2 separate regions of the Danio rerio genome follow, and region 2 is linked to region 1. The links are chromatin contacts, called in public Hi-C maps. All regions are on one chromosome and are shown on one strand. Each heading gives the region's core, a stretch centred on a gene start, on an enhancer-like site or on the middle of the called end of the contact. The rest is flanking DNA. Distances are from core to core; before and after follow the strand shown. Region 1 overlaps specc1 (sperm antigen with calponin homology and coiled-coil domains 1). Region 2 holds the start of specc1 (sperm antigen with calponin homology and coiled-coil domains 1).

Region 1 (3,395 bases), core at 518-3,017:
GAAGTAAATATATTCCGCGCTGCAGGTGTTGTTTGACCCTTTTGCACCTCAGTATAAAAATTTACATTTAAGGGTATTTTAATGTATACTTCTAAAAACTTATAATGCACATGATTTAGATAACACCTCTCCAATCCAGTTCTAGGAATTTGAGTCCTCCATAAAACACACACTTATTAATAATTCAAACTTGTCTTCCTCGTGATGAAGAGTAGGCAAAATCTAAGCGCGGATGGGCCCCTGGGCCTGTGCCTATAATGCCCATTGGTTAATCCGGCCATGTCCATCACTACTGTGTGTCTAACTTGAGGATGGATAGATGGTTGTGGTAGATGATAGTGTTCATGTGTTCTCTGAATACATGTTTCAAAAAATGTGTGGCTGAGTTTTTATTATACAATATTTATCCTGTTGATTTTGAATCTTGCACCTAACAAACATCCTAATTTAGAAAAAAACTTAAACTAATACTGAAACTAATAAAAACTTAACTAAAATTTAGACATTTTTAAAATATAGAAACTAATAAAAACTAAGAAATCTACCTCTAAAACTAATTAAAACAAACTGAATTTGAAAACAAAATGTCAAAACGAAATAGAAACTAAATCTAATGAAAAATCCAAAACTATCATAACCTTGCATAGGTGCCCTTTTAGAATTTGAAAAAACTATGTAAAGTTTAGTTCGCTTACTAAAAACAATGCAATTAAAAAAAAAATGCACATATTTCTTTTGTCTTAAAACAGACTAATGCGTTATAAGGGCTAATTACAAAAAATGTGCCTCAATCTAATTCAAGTTCTGAGTGTTTTAGGCAGAAACAGCTCCGTGGCTACTGCTGAAATACAAACCATCAAGACAAAATCAAAAAGTGCTGGTCGCCTAGTAAAGGTACATAAGTGTTGGCTTTTTTTCCCCTAAGGCAGCACAATACAAAGACAATTTTGTACTTTAAAAAAGAAAAAAAGACTGTGCCCAGTTAGGGATATAATAAATTAGTGATACAAATACATCCTTACACAATTTGTTCGCTTTTTCTTCCCTTAATGTAACAGTTGACCCTGCTTACAGGCGCACCAACACAAGCAGGTCACATGATCAAACATTTCAGATAGTGCAGGTGCTGTCTGCTTTAAAACAAATACAAAAATCTCCTCTCAGCAGCTGTGGAAACGCCATGTGTTCCCGTTTTATTTTCCTGTCAAAATAAATCTGAATTTGTCCTCATGAATAATACTGACAATGATAACTCTGTACTACAATACTGCCATCAATTTAAATCGAAATATCTATCGCCCCTCAACTGCAGTCTTGGAGGTCTCAAACGCCGCTCCACTGGCGATTCTGAAAGAAACACAGAGAAAACAAAGCAGTCCAAATGAATTTTCGTTAAAACACTTCATAAGTTGAAGCTTATTCATTATGACCGACTCATTGAGAAGAGCAGCATCACCATTAAATCGAGCGTCTTTTATGAAACTAATGTTTTCATCATGGCAGCATCAACCTTCATGCATCTTTCTGAAATCAATAAAACATCTGATATGTTTCATTAGCAGATTTAATAGCAGATCTGATGATTGAAGGAAGAAAATCTTCAAACATTTCCAGCAAACTTTTTTTTTCTCAATATTTAATGCAGAAATCAAAGCAAACAGCAGATGTCGCCATATACAACGTTTTTTAAGGGGCAAGAGTGTAAGAAAAGGCAGAAGCAAAGCAGACCCAGCCCCGTTTGAATCAAATGAGCACAGCCAATCAGTAATGTTCAAAGCGGTGGGCGGGTGGCTAAAATGCAGAGGGGAAAAACAAGCAACTTTAAATGACTCTGACCATCCATTAGCATTCATACTAGCAAGTCAGTATGAGTGCTGGGGGCTGGTGCTAGCGTTGCACTCACCTGGGTCAGAGGGAAATCCTTTAGGGGGGCATCTGAGGAAAGGGGAGATCGACGTACACTGGCTGTCCCATTCAACCGAGCGGAAGAGTTTTTTTTAAAAAGATCTAGCAACTCAAATGCACCACTTATAGAAGCACCTTTATCTCAATATGCTTAAACCAGTACAAACTCAGGCTCATAGTCTTATTAATGAAGTGTACAGGTTTATTCACATGATAATGGGGAGAAAGTGTTAATGCTAATGCACAATATTCTACAAAGCTAGCACACGAAACAGAAACATGAAACCAAAGCAGTAATGCCAGCCCAACACCACAGAATAAACACTATTTTACACTAGTTAATGTGTTTTTAGGGCGAAGCAGTGGCGCAGTAGGTAGTGCTGTCGCCTCACAGCAAGAAGGTCGCTGGTTCGAGCCTCGGCTCAGTTAGCATTTCTGTGTGGAGTTTGCATGTTCTCCCTGCGTTCGTGTGGGTTTCCTCCGGGTGCTCCGGTTTCCCCCACAGTCAAACGACATGCTGTACAGGTGAATTGGGTAGGCTAAATTGTCCATAGTGTATGAATGTGTGTGTGTGTGTGGATGTTTCCCAGAGATGGTTTGCGGCTGGAAGGGCATCCGCTGCATAATCATTTGCTGGATAAGTTGGTGGTTCATTCCGCTGTGGCGACCCCGGATTAATAAAGGGACTAAGCCGACAAGAAAAAGAATGAATGAATAATGTGTTTTCATTTTAGTTTTCCTAAGAACTGTATCAAAGTATGATGGATGCGAGAATTACTAGTTAATTTATAAATATATGCACAAAAAATGCTAATTATATTAGGCTAGCAATTACTTATCAATTCAAGCATGGTAAATTCAAAAATATAAATGTTTTATCATTTAAAGGGTAAATATTAGGGGTGTGATGAGACACTCAACGAGAACGAGAGTGTTATTCAACTAAAAAAAAACAATCACAAATTGCAAGACTATTTTAGGTGCATTTTTAAAAAATTAACTTGTGATGTATGTTATTTTACATCAATTTTAATGAATTCTATGCAGCAAAGGACAATAAATATTTACAGTTAGGTCCATAAATATTTGAACATGAACACAATTCTAACATTTTTGGCTCTATACACTAATACGATGGATTTGAAATGAAACAAACAAGATGTGCTTTAACTGCAGACTGTCAGCTTTAATTTGAGGGTATTTACATCCAAATCAGGTACATGGTGTAGGAATTGCAACAGTTTGCATATGTGGCTCCCACTTGTTAAGGGACCAAAAAGTAATGGGACAATTGGCTCCTCAGCTGTTTCATGGCTAGGTGAGTGTTATTTCCTTATTATCCTAATTACAATGAGCAGATAAAAGGTCCAGAGTTCAATTCAAGTGAGCTATTTGCCTTTAAAATCTGTTGCTGTCAACTCTCAAGATGAGATCCAAAAAGCTGTCACTATAAGTCAAGCAAGACATCATTAGGCTGGAAAAACACAACA
Region 2 (3,395 bases), core at 301-2,800, 110 kb after region 1:
AATAAAAGTTTGTTAAGAAAATCGAAAAAAATGTTAAGGTCAAAAAAAAAAATCAAATCAAATCAAATTAAGTTACAGTCATGCAAACTTCAGGGGGAAGCTTTTCAGCAAACAGTAAACATATTTTATTATTAGACATATAAACGAAATATTGTTGATGCAGCTAGGAAACTAAATAGCTGACAGTGTGGCCATTAGGATGGAGATGTGACAGCATGATCAACCAGGTGCTTCATAAACCCATAACGATGCCTTTCAGCTCAGGTAATGAGAATAAGCACAAAGATGTAAAATGGATCATTCTAAAGTTATTTTACCCCCGTCATTTTGACCTCCGTCCACTTAGTAGATATACACATAGAGGTAAAGTTGGTTTTATATTCGGATATTCAGACTTTCTCCTTAATAATATAATTTCAGAAAAGTATTCTTTGCAAATTCTAAATAAGGAAATCATATAAGCAACCAAAGATTATCAAAGTACAACATTGTTCACAGTCAATTAGACAGTGTTGATGTTGTTTAGAAGTCATACTTGCATGCTAATTCCGATCGTATATTCAAAGTAACATGGTACACAATATAGAGGTAAAGTGGATTTTATATGCGCATATATTGGTTCATTTAGCAGTCTCTATATTATTTACAGTTACTTTGAATATTCGATCGGAATTAGCATGCAAGTATGGCTTCTAAACAACATTAACACTAGCTAATTCACTGTGAGCAATGTTGTACTTAGTCATTTGCTGTTAATATGATTTCCCTATTTACAATTTGCAAAGAATACTTTCCTTAATTATATTATTAAGGAGAATGTCTGAATATCCGAATATAAAACCAACTTTACCTCTATAATATACACTATGAGGGTAAATATTTTGACTTTCGTTTTGTCTTGCTTCGGTTAAAATAAAAAAAATAAATAAACAAATTCAAATGTTTAAACCAGGGACCTTTGGTTGAGTTGACACGAAGTGACCGTCTACATCTGAACTTTTGCAGCATTAGTACTCCACAATATTCAGATTCCTACATAAACACTCTGATTAATTTGATATTGAAATACATATGACATGTGAAATCCTGTCAATAACATATCTCCGCAGGGACTGACTGGAGTCTTGATGTTTCTAGTTCACAAACCTCTCGTGACAGAACTGCTGCAGTAACGTTATCTCAATTCAGACCGTGTCTCTGTCTAATTTAGACACAACGCGTGAAAATAATCAAACAAACCGAATATATGCGAGCTTTGAATCGCTGTCCCTTATCATACTGAAGGTCTACTGAGAATTAGCCAAACAGCAGTCACCGTTAAAAACAGCAGCTCGTTCCCACTCGCGAGCAGCACGACAACATCCGTTGATAAAAGTGCGGGTAAGTACCGCGTTTGTCCCAATGACGACTAGAAAGGATTTCGTGAAGTGATCAAATGAACTTAGCGGGAGCTCTACATTGATAATACAATCTCCGAGACGAGAAAAACATTTAAAATTCAGTGAGACTCACCTGTTCCCTGACGCCGAGGAGCGCCACCGTGACCAAACTGAAGATGCTCGTGCGCCACTGCCAAGTTCATCCGCCAGGGGGAGCGCGCGACCTATGGTGCAGAGAACAAGGGCACGCTGGGAATTGTAGTGCATGTATTAAAAGAACGCTTGAACAATTCTCAGTTTCTCTGGATTTGCTAGATTGTGTTTTTGTAAAACGATTATTTAGAGGCCAATTTTTTTCAATAAAATACTGCCATTTAGTCTAGACATTTTATTCAGAAATTTGGTAAGTAGAGCAAATGTTTTCATTTGTTGTGACTGAAAATTGGGATTATTCTACTAAATACTGATTTGTGTTCTGTTATGTAAGTTAAAACATTGTGTTGTATACAAAAGGAATATAATATGGTCTGAAAACAAGGCACCTTTTTGTTATTTTATGCAAACATTACTCTAAATAAATATATAATTGTGCTTTTTTCCGTGATTGGTACACATTTAATTTGATTTATTTATCACATAAGATAAAAATATTTATATATATATATATATATATATATATATATATATATATATATATATATATATATATATATATATATATATATATATATATATATATATATAGATAGATAGATAGATAGATAGATAGATAGATAGATAGATAGATAGATAGATAGATAGATAGATAGATAGATAGATAGATAGAGAGAGAGAGAGAGAGAGAGAGAGAGAGAGAGAGAGAGAGAGATATAGATATAGATATATAGATATAGATAATGTAATACATTTTATTTTAATGCCATATCCATATGTAAATAGTGGAAACGCTAATATTTGCCTCTTGAAAAATACACTTAAGTCAATTTTCTATTAGCATAATAAAAAGCTATCAAGACTGTATGTGGCTCATTTAATACATGTACATAAATGTTTAACCCACCACCACCACGGGTTGTTTCATTGTAGTTCTTTGTACTACTAAGCTAAAAGTCACCTCTCTTTCTGTCGAATCTGCAAAACCAGTTGTTATGTTATAAAGACATAAATAAATGCTACATAAATGCAGCTTGGGAAGAAAATATAAAATATAGACTTCTGTATTTATTTTAGGGACTTTATAAACTAGCGTTTACCAAGTTGCGGTTTTTCAATTATTATATATTTTTTTCTTTAAATGTTGACGAATGTGCTCCTGTTTATCCTCCGTTTGACAGAATCACGCTGTCAACATGGCTGCGCCCGCAAAGAGCACGGATGCTTCACTTTCAGTCACTGCAGGTCATTCGGCAAACGTTTCATCCGCGGAAAATGTGTCTCTGCAATACAGTCTTATTTTGGACCATCTTATCGGCGACAAAAGACAGATTAAAGACTTAAATCCGACTGTCATGGGGGCTTTACCGAGTCCCCAGAAAACAGATGAGCAGAAGATGATCGAGCGGGGAATGGAGAGCTGCGCCTTTAAATCCCTCATAGCGTGTGTCGGAGGTACTTCATTGTCTGATATTTATCACGTTTTTACACCACATAACCGATAACTCTTCTGATATGCTTAAGAAAATATGCGTTTCTTGTCTGACAGGTCAACGAATGCAAGAGGTACAAGCTTTAGACTTCTTGATATAGTACTTATACTCAGTATTTTCTATTTAATCGAGTAGTGGTAAGCAATATAATTCATTGTGAAGATCAACATTAGAGGATTGTTATTTTTTCAAAAGTAATCTAGTTTAACCCTTCAAAAACTGAGGGAATTTTAGTTGTGACTTTAGCATGCTAGTAGTCAGCTTCACAAAATAGCTAAATCACTTCAACAAAAACTCAATTTTATGAGGGAAAAAAAATTTAGAGAACAGCAATGATTGTAACTTGAAGAATTAACTGTTTCTGAAGGTT

Evidence for each region. A called contact is a pair of places that touch in the nucleus more often than the background predicts.
Region 2: a contact with region 1 is called in a Hi-C map of hematopoietic stem cells, with 2.9 times the contacts expected there. The contact joins the promoter of specc1 here to the enhancer-like site in region 1. A contact is called at or near these places in 2 of 18 Hi-C or Micro-C datasets (hematopoietic stem cells and an unstated tissue) and 1 of 4 datasets of contacts at active chromatin or transcription factors (embryo).

The regions. Positions count from the first base shown.
Region 1 is chr5:68,807,719-68,811,113 of GRCz12tu, forward strand. All of the region lies in intron 7 of specc1 (sperm antigen with calponin homology and coiled-coil domains 1), which reads right to left. It also overlaps a transcript of zswim7 not described here. Among named protein-coding and RNA genes, the nearest start is that of adora2b, 77 kb to the left of the region's middle. Within about 2 kb of position 1,768, at least 4 of the 62 cell types and tissues checked have an H3K27ac peak or open chromatin away from gene starts, as enhancers often do.
Region 2 is chr5:68,918,911-68,922,305 of GRCz12tu, forward strand. It overlaps specc1 (sperm antigen with calponin homology and coiled-coil domains 1), which reads right to left and starts at 1,551. Exons shown (of 15, transcript XM_685735.10): 1 at 1,513-1,551. The region is part of intron 24 of cntrl (centriolin); the gene reads right to left. It overlaps timm22 (translocase of inner mitochondrial membrane 22 homolog (yeast)), which reads left to right and starts at 2,714. Exons shown (of 4, transcript NM_001386807.1): 1 at 2,714-2,987. The coding sequence starts at 2,729.